4 separate regions of the Mus musculus genome follow, and all the other regions are linked to region 2. The links are chromatin contacts, called in public ChIA-PET, Hi-C and promoter capture Hi-C maps. All regions are on one chromosome and are shown on one strand. The core of a region is the stretch at or near the end of the contact, and the rest is flanking DNA. Distances in the headings are between cores, read along the strand shown.

Region 1 (2,700 bases), core at 107-2,606, 260 kb before region 2:
TTTGATCATGCCATTAATTTAGTCATTGAAGTGTTGATTGTCAGTTTTCTCCACTGTAAAGTTACTATGTTTTTCCTTGTACTCAACTGGCAAACCATGAAGAAATGAACTGAGATTATGCAAAACTATCCTGCTTCTCACTAAACTACCACCCACTCATTTTAGTGTGGAGTGATGATTTTATAACTCTCTTTCCCTCTCTATGTCAGTATTATTCCACAAGGGAAAGCTTTGCTTCTGCCCCCATTACACTTTCTTCTTTATACCACAACAAGATGTTCTAGTTCCATCTTGTACTTTTCTCAACTTTATTTTGATAGTTAATCTGATGGATCACTATCTGCCAGCGATGGCACTAAGCACTTTACAGACATCAAATCATTTAAGTCAAACAGCTCCAGAAAAAGTGGGCTAGCCGAGGGCTGGGGAGATCAAGAATTGCACCTGACACTTTCAGTTAGGAAATGCCGAAATTGTTTTCAAACAGAAAAAAATTTAAACAAAAAATGCATGTTTACAGAGGAGTGGGTAAATAATTTAGCTCGGTTACAGTGCGGGTAGGACAGCAGAATAACAGGAGATTGGTAGGAGAGGAGACAGGATGTCAGAGTAGTCTGAAAACCTGACTATAGAGTTAAGAGTATGTCATGGTTACTCCTGATTGGCAATAAGATTGAATTGAGATTGCACTAAAGCCCCCCCCCCAACCCCGTATGTCTATGCAGTCTAATTATTAACAGTTTAACAATCAATTGATAAACTCAAAAATCCAAATAAACTGTAGAAAGATGGTGCAGGGTGGGGCCTGATTAGAGGAAATGTGTTGCTGTGGTCAGGTCTTTGACAGGTATATCTTGGCTGTGGCCCCTTCCTGTTACTGTTATGTTTCCTGGATGGTGTAAGTGAAGAGTATTTTTCTAGCATGCCCTTCCACCATGGCGTTAAGCCTTGCTACAAGCCAAGACACAGCGGAGTTGGCAAACTATAGGGTAAAATTATGAGTCAAAAAAAAAAAAAACTTTCCCTTTTGAATTCAGTCATTTGTCACAGAGACAAAAAAAAAAAAAACCCACAATTCTATTTAACATGCATTGTTCTGTTTCAAGTATATGAAAGTGAGTGAGCTTCTTTAAGCAATGGAGTGGCCTAAGTGTGATGACAGGGTAAGAAGGCTGGTAAACTGGGAAAGATAAAGAAAAGTAACAAAAATAGACATTGCAGTTGTTTTCCACAATCTGTTACTAAAATAAATGTGCTTGTCCTGATGCACCAAAATAACCCAGGAGTTGGACACACAGATGCCACATTATCTCGTTAGAGGTCAGCCATCTCACTCAAGTCACTTCATCTGCATCACAAAGGCGATAAGAGGGGTCCTATTCAATCCTAATCCAATCCCTAAGGGCTGCCTGCAAAGGCCTATGAGTTGCTATACTGAAAAATACCCAAAGTGGTGCCTGGTGGCAAGTAAATACTAAAGCAATCAAAAAGCGACTGTAAAAACAGTTGCCACATTCCTATCACACCCCCACTCTTTTGTGATTCTGGAGGAAGAAATCTAAAATTCTCTGGCTTACAGACAACCTGCATTCCCATTCTTATAATATGTAGAGTAAGAAATGTTCTCAAAATATACTTTATTTATCTAGCTGGGCAGGTATTTGGTAGCTCAGATACCTAAAACTACATTGCTGAGTCACAAGATATTTGCATATTAATTTAGTAAATACTGCCCATTTTTATTAAGTTGCTGTGGTTGGTAAGATGGCCCAGTGGCTAAGAGTAGAGAGTGTCCTTTTTTTTTTTTTTCTTTTTTTCTTTTTTTCGAGACAGGGTTTCTCTATAGCCCTGGCTGTCCTGGAACTCACTTTATAGACCAGGCTGGCCTCGAACTCAGAAATCCGCCTGCCTCTGCCTCCTGAGTGCTAGGATTAAAGGCGTGCGCCACCACGCCCAGCTTAAAGATGTTATAGTTTTGTTTTGTTTCTTAAAGATATACAGACACACTGTAGCTATCTTCAGACACACCAGAAGAGGGCATCAGATCCCATTACAGATGGTTGTGAGCCACCGTCTGTTGCTGGGGAATCGAACTCAGGACCTCTGGAAGAGCAGTCAGTGCTCTTAACCCCTGAGCCATCTCTCTAGCCCCTGAGAGCATCCTTACAAAGGACCCAAGTTCAGTTTCCAGCTCCCACATCGGGCATCAGAGGTCCACTCCAGCTCCAGAGGTTGTCAATCCCTCTCTGAACATTTTGGACACTAAAAGTCATTTATATTCAACAGTGTGTCCAAAAAACAAAATAAAACAAACCGAAACCCCTATAACTCTTAGGTGTCTTAATTTCTTTTCCTATTGCTGTGATAAAATACTTTGATAAATGCGACCTTAAGGAGAAAGGGTTTATTCTGGTTCACAGTTCAAAAGTGCTCGCTACCGTCTGTAGTGGGGAAGTCAAGGTGACAGCGCCTGGTCACACCCCATCCAATCACGAAGCAGAGGACAAATGCACACGGCTGCTCAGCTCACTTTCTACGTTTATATAGCAGTCTAGGATCCCATGCATGGAATGGTGCCACCCACAGTGAGTGTGTGTGTCTTCACATATCAGCCTAAGCAATACAACTCCCCACAGGCATATCTGGAGGCTCATCTCTCAAGTAGATCCTGTTAAATAGGCAACTTGCACTAACCATCAC
Region 2 (2,700 bases), core at 14-2,513:
AACAAATTTAAAAAAAAAAAGAGGAAGAGGAGCCCCAAACTCTAATGAACAGAAGTGGCTTTAAATGAGCCATGAAGTTCTGGAACTGGCCAGGGAACTGAAAGAGGTCCCTATACAGCCGGCCCAGCCCACTGAGCTCAGGAAATTCCCCTCTCCCTCTGGGTTGAGAGGTGGAGATGCAGGCAGGGGGCCAAAAGAATGAAGCAGGTCGTAGCCTTGACTATATGATTTGTGTCAGATGGGAGGGCAAGCGACTGCCACATGCCACCTCATTAAACTCTAGGGTTGATTCATCTACCCACAGGTATCCTTCCCAACCCCCTCACAGCAAGACATGCCCAAGGCCTCTGGCACATTGGCACCAAACCAGTGCTGAACCCCAGAAGGCTTGCTGCCTTAGCGCCTGTCACGCTTTCGTCCACCTGTTCCTTCATCCAGACCTGGGACACAGCTTTTTCTCCCGGACATTTGATTCCCAGAGGGGATTTAAGCGTTCAGACCAGCAAGTGTTATTATTGCTCCTGCTGACTGGCAGTGGGCCAGCTCCACCCAACCTCCCCTCCCCGCCCTACCCCCCAGAGCAGAAGGTAAGGACATGAGAATTGTTTGGGTCTCAGCGTTTGAGCTCTGAGCCTGTTGGAAGAAGGGCCACGAAGACTCGAGTGTGAATAGAAAAGGACCCCAATGCAATCTTTAGATCACCAGAACTGGGTAAATGAAGGGTTAGAGGTCTCATACTTTTTTTTGAGGGTGAAGAAATTACCAGGTGGCCACGGAGCCAGCCGCGGGGGCGGCTGCTAAACCCAGTGGCGACCACATAAAGAGACACTGGACCCAGGAGAGGGACCCGGGGCGCTGGCGCTCCAGGGCAGACATTCCCTGCTGACTTCGGTCACAGTCAATTCTGCGGGTTCACCGCACGCATACGGTGGTGTTTGGGGGTGTGCCCGCCTCTTGTGCCGCCGCTCCCGCATCCTTTGCTGGCCGGCCCGGAGCGCAAGCACACCCGACCCTGCGCTCCGGAGCAGGACTCAGAACCCAGCAGACCTCGCTTCTCCCGACCCTGGTAAGCCAGCGACCAGTAACCATGGCAAAAGGAAGGAGCCTGGCTCGCGGGAACACATACCTGTGCAGCGACAGTCTGGGACGCGGGCCTGATGTCCTCTGGTGCAGTGCGTGCGCCTCCTGGAAAGGCTGGGGACTCCTGCAAGGCACGCAGGTCCCTTTCTCCTAGCCACTCTGGGCCACGTTGTGCGAGATTCCTCCCGCTCCCAACCCTAGTCAGGCACAGCCAGACCTGTCGGTCCACGCCCTGCAGCTCACACTGACCGCAAGCCACAGATGAGGCGCCTGCTAGAAGGGCCGAGGTGGCCTGAGCGCTCGCCGGTCCCGGAGGTGCAGCACCCCCATCCCCCTCCCTGCTAGCATCCTGACCTAGAGACTGGCTCTGCGGAAGAAGCCAAGCTGCTGAAGCACTAGGGGACTTCTTCAGCCACAGGCGCTCCCAGGGACGCTGAAACCCAACGTGGGAAGCTGGGAGGAAGGTAGAGAGCCTTTCTGCGTTCATCTTCGGTCTCTAACGTATCCACTCATTAAATGAGGTGGGTGTCACAGTTCTGGGCCTTTCTCTACCTGCTGGAAGCTTGGGGCTTAGCCTCTGGATCCCAGACCCTGTCCCAGAGCCAGCGGGTATAGTCAAGGACATAATGAATGACCTTCTCTGGTTTTATGGAAACATCAAGGAAAACTTACTGTCCTCTGCCCTACATACTGCCCTAAACACTAATAGCAAATAGTCACAGTTTGCCTTGTTATACGCACCTAAACGTGTTGATTTGATTAACTCTACGAGGCAAGTGCTACTATTTTTCCCATTTATAATGGAGAGAAATTGAGGCACGAGAGGACAAATAGCTTGCCCGAGGCCACCCACTTACTTAATGAAGCCTTTGAGATTCAAATCTACATCCCACCCTATGCCACCTTGTATCTAGGTCTCTCACAAGTGCATACCTGGGCTCCTGTGGGTCTTACCCCCACCCCCACCCCCCGCCCCCCACCCCCCACCCCCAAGACCCTTTGCCTCTGCCTCTCATTTTCTGAACTTTCCCAGTTTGGGCTGGTGACTTCACTGATACACTTCCCAGAGGTCTTCACACTGCCTGGTAGGATTGCTGGCATGCAGTTGCCTGTCTGCGAGACCCATGCTTGAATCTATGAAATAAATGTCTGAACCGGTTGGTGGGGGGTCTGCAAAGCTCAAGTCTGAGACAGGGAGACAGGGTAGAGATGGAGTGCAAACCGAGGTGTAGACTAGAGAGGGACAGAGTAGATCTATGTCAGTGGCTGCCAAGCCCTTTGGGTAGCTCAGGGTGCTAGGATGTAGTCTTTAGGTCAGTAGTTCTCAACCTTCCTAATGCTGTGACCTACCCCCCAATCATAAAATTATTTTCATTGATACTTCATGACTGTAATTTTGCGACTGTACGAATCATAATGTAAATATCTGTGTTTTCCCCAATGGTCTGAGATGACCCCTGTGAAAAGGTCACTCAATCCTATAGGGGTGGAGACACACAGGCTGAGAACTACTGCTCTAGGTGGGACTTTTCACAGAAGGCAGAAGGTACAAGAGCAGCCAAAATAGCGGGGGTGGGGTGGGGGGTGTTTCTCTTCTGGTGCTGACAGAGACTGGCTCAG
Region 3 (2,885 bases), core at 144-2,643, 330 kb before region 2:
CAGTTGCTATTCCAATATAGATGAGAGAACTCTTACAAAGCCCTACCAGCCTTAGATGAACAGCTACAGGCAATTAATAGCTGCCCAGAAAGGGAAACTCGGTTTTCTCCAAGGATAAACCCTGACAGATTACCTAATCTCAAGCAGCCAGCAGGAGTGAGGGGGCAGGGTAGGTGGAGTGGGGAGAAGGTAAGTGCAAATGATGTAAAGACAGTACTCAGTTATGAAATTATAAAACAGAAAAACTTAATGTAAAAAAAGAAGGGGGTGGAAAAAACAAAGAAAGGAAAAATTGAAATAGTTTTCTATCATACAATGCTCAGACCTTGATTTTTGACGACTGAGGTCACCAATCATGGGTGTTTTCTTGGGACATATCGGTCCTTCAGCAATTATACTAGAGGTTCTCTGTGCAGTGCCAGGCGGTGTGCTACACATCTTACCAGAAGCACGTTTGGCTCCATCTCCACAGGGCCTGTCAAGGCTCTGGCAAGAACGGGTTTGTTCCACTAAGACTAATGAAGGAATTCTTTGGTCATCTTGGAGGAAGTGAGGGCATTCCCTTTACACTGGCGACTCTAACCCTCCTCTCATAGAACACGTAAAACCAGAGCTTACTGCTTACTTCCTCCTGCCCCAGGGTAGCAAGGGAAGTATCAGGACAGTTCCACATGGGTGTGTGCATGGCCAGGAAGGGACAAAAGTAACAGTTGAGCCACTTCTATCCTCATCTCGGTTTCTGCCTGAAAATACTATCATATACAGAACTTTCTTAATCCTTTAAGAGGATCAATATGAAGACTACCAAGCAGCCCTCTAAGAATGCCAGTCAGCTTCTAAATCTGTCTGGTTCTCACCTAGAGCTTAGAGTTCTGTCTATGTAGAAAAAGAACGCCATCTAACTATCTAAACAGTCACAACTAAAATGCTGCCTAGGAAAGGGATTCAACTTTTAGTTTGGAAATAATATACTCTGCCATTTAAAAGTCAAAGTGAGAGCTATAGTTAGGAAAGTGCTAGTTCAAAGGTACGTTTTTACTTTCCTAAAACCCAGTTTAAGAATAAAATGATGGTAGAACATATAGTGTAATCTGACATTTCTGCTTCACTTCAAGCTACAAAAGCATCTATTTGATCAGGAAAGGAAGAAGACAAATTTAAATTCTGCTGCCGAGGACATGTGCCTCATTCGAGACACCATGAGATGACAGATGGCCAGTTATCAAAGAATAAAACATGTGAAAATGAGTTCTATACAGTCATGGAACAGATCTTTTCCATTAAAAAACTACATGCCTGTTCCTTGTCTATCAAGCAAACGTTTAAGTAGTGTGCTCTCACATTTAAACTAGACAGCTCATCTCGGAGCCCAGAGCACCATGTTTTCAGTGGGTGTTACGTAGGAGAGTGAGAATTGGGATGAAGGAAGCCGAGGGGAGCTAGCAGAGCTGTGAGTTCCTACGACACAAGCCACTTCTGATTAATTACTAGCAATGGGAAGAACAGTAATAAAGTACTCAAAAATTTAAAACCTTTAAAGGAATAAATCAATTGTCTTCTGTACCCCTGAGGATCACAACTGTGGGTTCAAACTACTACCCACTAAAAACTTCAAACAAACAGACAAAAAAACAAAACAAAACAAAACAATCTACCCACAAAAAAAAGCAACAAAAACCCCTTCAAAACTGTACAGAATATGAAAAGATTTTTTGTGATTATTCCCTAAAATATACATATTTATCATTTACATCAAAATAGATATCATAAATAACTTAGAGAGAGGATTTAAAGTATACGAAAGGATCACGTAGGTTATATGAAAATAAAATAATATTCAATTTCATGTAAGAGGTTTGATATCCATAGGGAGCTTCGGTACCAATCCTCCACAGATACAGAGAACTGTATTTGAATACATATACTGTAGCTGTCCTCAGACACACCAGAAGAGGGCATCAGGTCTCATTACATGTGGTTGTGAGTCACCATGTGGTTGCTGGGATTTGAACTCAGGAATCTTCAGAAGAGCAGTTAGTGCTCTTACCTTCTGAGCCAATTCACCAGCCCTATGTTTCCACTTTTAAAATATCAATTTTGTTTGAGAAAGGTTTTCTCAGTGTGGTCCTGGCTGTCCTGAACTCACTCTGTCGACCAGGCTGGCCTTGAACTTAGAGATCTCACTTCCTCTGCCTCCCAAGGGCTGGGATAAAAGTATGTACCTCTACTGCCCATCTTTTTAAAACATTTTTAAATAATTTAAGCACAAGATTAAAAAAATTGCTTTTACAGAAATATTCTTTTTTGATTTAATAAAAAAGGAACATCAAGCCCATTAATATTTTAAATAGACTTGAAAATATATTATGATCACATAGAAACTAAAAATAATATCCTATTTTAGAGCAGAAATATATATAATTTCTCATTTGGTAAAGGATAATTTTTAAAAAAAAAGTCATTGGCTTTTGTTTTCCAAGCTCATTATTACTTATTTTTAAAAAGAGAGGAATTTTCATATTTTTGATACTAAAAATGGATCATTCTGAGTTAAAACCTTCTTAATTAGCCTTCTTAAGGAAATATAAAAAGTTGTTGCTCTGCACTGCTCTCCAGGTCTATAAATACCACAGTCGTGAGCATACTGAAGCACATATAGATAGGACAGCTTATTAAACCAAGGCAGGGCCTCGTGTGTAACTATGTAGAACAGAATCCCATACATTACTGTTTAGGAGCTATCAATTTGATTTAAAAATGTGAAAATTAAGGTTTCAAAATACACTATCAAACGAACAAACTCCCCAAGATGGAATACATATAGCAGTGCTTATTATTTTTTGCTACAAAATTTTCCATCGCTATTTTTAGTATACAACTGTTGC
Region 4 (2,700 bases), core at 176-2,675, 290 kb before region 2:
GAATGGGTTGGCAGTAAGCTGTGAGAACCCAAGAGTGTAATTTTCTGTCAAAATATAGTTGGTTGCAGTCAGTGAGGTAGTGAACCTATCAATGACTTACTTCTCTGGTTTAGCCTGAACTCTTAACATTTTTGCATCTAAACAACAAATGCCGGCATTCTCTTAGGGGAGAGCACTTGGCCTGACCAGCAGAAAACAAGGACCCTTCTATCATAAGAGGAGAAGCAATTGCTGCAGTCACATAGGACGTTTGCTGATGTGTGACTATTCCATCCAAGATCTACCTAATTCTGGTCAGCTTTGCTTATTGTTTTTTAGCTTTCTTTTGTTCCGAGTCCCAACATTTCACCATTCTGTAGGAACCCAGTCTGTTTTCTCCTGCTACTAAGTAACCAGCCACCCATGCCTAGAAATACTCACCAAGTGATTCTTTCCAGCTTTGTATTTAGCCTAATTACCTAGCACGTAGAAGGGTCCTCAACAAACACATAGACTAAATGAGCAAATGGATGTGTGCATCTATGGGGAGAGAGGAGAGTAATTATCAGGTCTCTCTGTCAGGGGATAGCCCACACACTACATGCCAAAGACACTTTAGCAGTGTGGTGAGATACTTTAAACATGCCACTTCAAAAGAATCCACTGCCCTGAAATATATATCATAAAACTAGTCACAGGATCGAGACACCACCACAGACATGCTTCTGTGCAGCCTAGGCTTATCGGGTTGCAGACTCCTCTGCAGAGGTGTGGCTGCAAAGTTTCACGCTCAAAATCCCCAAATGACAGCATCTGTCAACTTTCTAAAACAGGGCGTCCTTTTTATTTATATGTCTGAGTGTTCTTCCTGAACATATGTATCTGAAGTGTGTCTGAGGTCATAAAATCACATCGGATTCCCTGGAACTGGAGTGACAAAAGGCTGTGAGCTGCCATGTAAGCACTGGGAACTGTATTCAGGTCCTCTGCAAGAACATAAAGTGCTCGTAATACTGAACTATCTCTCCAGCCCCGATCTGTTAAGTTTTTTGCTCTTGGTTTCCCAGTGGGAACCCTCGATATCCCTGTCTAAGACACTCCTGTGCTCACAGTGAGGTGCTGGAACAGGCCATGGGCCCCGGACGGTACAGGGTGTCACAGTTTGTTTTCCCCAGTAATTTCCATATGGCACACTCACTCTCAACTGTGCCTTGGATACAGTCCATCTTCCCTCATAGGTACCTAATCAACAGGGGTGGCCTAGGACCTGGGGATACAGGGACTCTTTTCTTTCTTTCTTACAGGACACCCAAACAACACTCCCAGCTCCTTAATAATCTACACTTCTGCTTGAGAAACAACTGGTCGCTATAGCCCAGAGCAGCTCTGGGGAGGCAGAGGAGCAAAGCAGTCTGCTGCTGAACCGCTTCCTTTACTGCTCTAGGATTCAGCTCAATCGGCCGTCTCATCCACCAAAATGTAGTTCCCGCTATCTGCCCTTCCCTTTAAGAGTATATACACACTTCTCTTTTTTACTTTAATAGAGTTTAAAGAGGAAACAATAAACATGTAATCCTCTTCATTTTAATAAAGTTGCCACTAAAACTTTTATAAAGGAACAAAATGTTTTAAAATAAAAAAAGAGACTTGGCAGTAGAGCTGGAGAGACAGCCTGGCAGTTAAGACCACTTGTTGCTCTCTCAGAGGACCCAGGTTCAGTTCCTAACACCCACGAGGCCACTCAAATCTATCTAAAACTCCAGTTCCAGGAATCCAATACCCTCATCTGGCCTCCACAGCACTGCAAACATGTGGGGCACAGACACACATGCAGGAAAAATACTCATATACATGCACACACACACACAAAAATCAAATAGAAGTAAATTTCTCAAAATCCATCTAAATCTATTTTATAACTATGATTCTATATCTAAGAAAATTTATAGCTACAACCACAGTGTCATGAAAGTAAGAGCTTCCCTAATTTTTTCTCATTTTACTATCTAGCTTAGAAGCAATCTGTAAATACATAGTGGATGAGTAAACAAAGTTAATATACCTATGATAAAAATTTAGGACTTTTAGTCTTAAACTAGAGTTATCTGGGAGGAGGAGCCTCAGTTGAGAAAATGCTTCCACCAAATTGCCTGTAGGAAGTTCGTATGCTAGTCTCTTGATTCAGTATTAATGTGGGAGGGCCTAGTCCATGGGCTGGGACGTTCCGCACACTCTGGCCAGGTGGTCTTGAGTTGTCTAAGGAAGGCCGACGGAAAAAGCCCGGGGAGCATGGCAGTAGGCAGCACTTCTTTTTGGCTTCTGCTTCAACTGCTGCTTCCAAATTCCTGTCCTGACTTCCCTCAGGGAAAAAGTATGACCTGAGAGTTGTAAGATAAAATAAACCCATTCTTCTCCAAGGATTGTGTGGGCATAATGTTTTATCACAGCAACAAAAATCCTAAACAAGACACTCGGGACTAGTTTTGGAAAATTCCAAAAAGCAGTCAGACCTGAAGACCAATTAATTATTTCGTACCTACAATGCTTAAGACCAGAAGTGCTTTAGATTACAATTTTTAAACTTGGATTCTAGCATATTATCACATATAAATGATATCTTGAAGGGCTGTTGTATTTTATCAAATGCTTTTTCAGCATCTAATGAGATGATCGTATGATTTTTTTTCTTTGAGTTTATTTATGTAGTAGATTGCATTAATG

Evidence for each region. Promoter capture Hi-C pulls out the DNA fragments that hold promoters and counts their contacts. A called contact is a pair of places that touch in the nucleus more often than the background predicts. ChIA-PET counts read pairs in DNA pulled down with a chosen protein or histone mark.
Region 1: a contact with region 2 is called in an RNA polymerase II ChIA-PET map of memory CD8 T cells, with 409 read pairs. The contact joins the enhancer-like site here to the promoter of Gpr68 in region 2. A contact is called at or near these places in 14 of 39 promoter capture datasets (the 3T3-L1 cell line, the C10 cell line, cranial neural crest and 8 more), 2 of 115 datasets of contacts at active chromatin or transcription factors (effector CD8 T cells and memory CD8 T cells) and 4 of 9 other capture datasets (adipose tissue, embryonic stem cells, macrophages and 1 more).
Region 3: a contact with region 2 is called in a promoter capture Hi-C map of hippocampal neurons, with 2.3 times the contacts expected there. The contact joins the enhancer-like site here to the promoter of Gpr68 in region 2. A contact is called at or near these places in 11 of 39 promoter capture datasets (the C10 cell line, the HPC-7 cell line, cranial neural crest and 8 more), 2 of 484 Hi-C or Micro-C datasets (ECoMG myeloid progenitors and bone marrow-derived macrophages), 4 of 115 datasets of contacts at active chromatin or transcription factors (bone marrow-derived macrophages, embryonic basal ganglia, embryonic forebrain and 1 more) and 4 of 9 other capture datasets (adipose tissue, embryonic stem cells, liver and 1 more).
Region 4: a Hi-C map of bone marrow-derived macrophages shows a contact between it and region 2, with 28 read pairs. The contact joins the enhancer-like site here to the promoter of Gpr68 in region 2. A contact is called at or near these places in 15 of 39 promoter capture datasets (the 3T3-L1 cell line, the C10 cell line, the HPC-7 cell line and 10 more), 9 of 484 Hi-C or Micro-C datasets (CD4 T cells, the CH12 cell line, bone marrow-derived macrophages and 6 more), 2 of 115 datasets of contacts at active chromatin or transcription factors (large pre-B cells and stem cell-derived neural progenitor cells) and 3 of 9 other capture datasets (adipose tissue, liver and macrophages).

Annotation. Positions count from the first base shown.
Region 1 is chr12:100,635,580-100,638,279 of GRCm38.p6, forward strand. The region is part of intron 3 of Rps6ka5 (ribosomal protein S6 kinase, polypeptide 5); the gene reads right to left. Among named protein-coding and RNA genes, the nearest start is that of Rps6ka5, 88 kb to the right of the region's middle. Within about 2 kb of position 1,357, at least 35 of the 459 cell types and tissues checked have an H3K27ac peak or open chromatin away from gene starts, as enhancers often do. A contact at or near this core is called in effector CD8 T cells, embryonic stem cells and memory CD8 T cells, where this site is marked.
Region 2 is chr12:100,898,117-100,900,816 of GRCm38.p6, forward strand. It overlaps Gpr68 (G protein-coupled receptor 68), which reads right to left and starts at 1,264. Exons shown (of 3, transcript NM_001177674.2): 1 at 1,127-1,264. Gm36572 (a long non-coding RNA gene) reads left to right here. Exons shown (of 5, transcript XR_381840.4): 3 at 305-1,601.
Region 3 is chr12:100,567,683-100,570,567 of GRCm38.p6, forward strand. The region is part of intron 13 of Rps6ka5 (ribosomal protein S6 kinase, polypeptide 5); the gene reads right to left. Among named protein-coding and RNA genes, the nearest start is that of Ttc7b, 48 kb to the left of the region's middle. Within about 2 kb of position 1,394, at least 22 of the 459 cell types and tissues checked have an H3K27ac peak or open chromatin away from gene starts, as enhancers often do. A contact at or near this core is called in bone marrow-derived macrophages and hippocampal neurons, where this site is marked.
Region 4 is chr12:100,608,531-100,611,230 of GRCm38.p6, forward strand. All of the region lies in intron 5 of Rps6ka5 (ribosomal protein S6 kinase, polypeptide 5), which reads right to left. Among named protein-coding and RNA genes, the nearest start is that of Ttc7b, 89 kb to the left of the region's middle. Within about 2 kb of position 1,426, at least 6 of the 459 cell types and tissues checked have an H3K27ac peak or open chromatin away from gene starts, as enhancers often do. A contact at or near this core is called in bone marrow-derived macrophages, where this site is marked.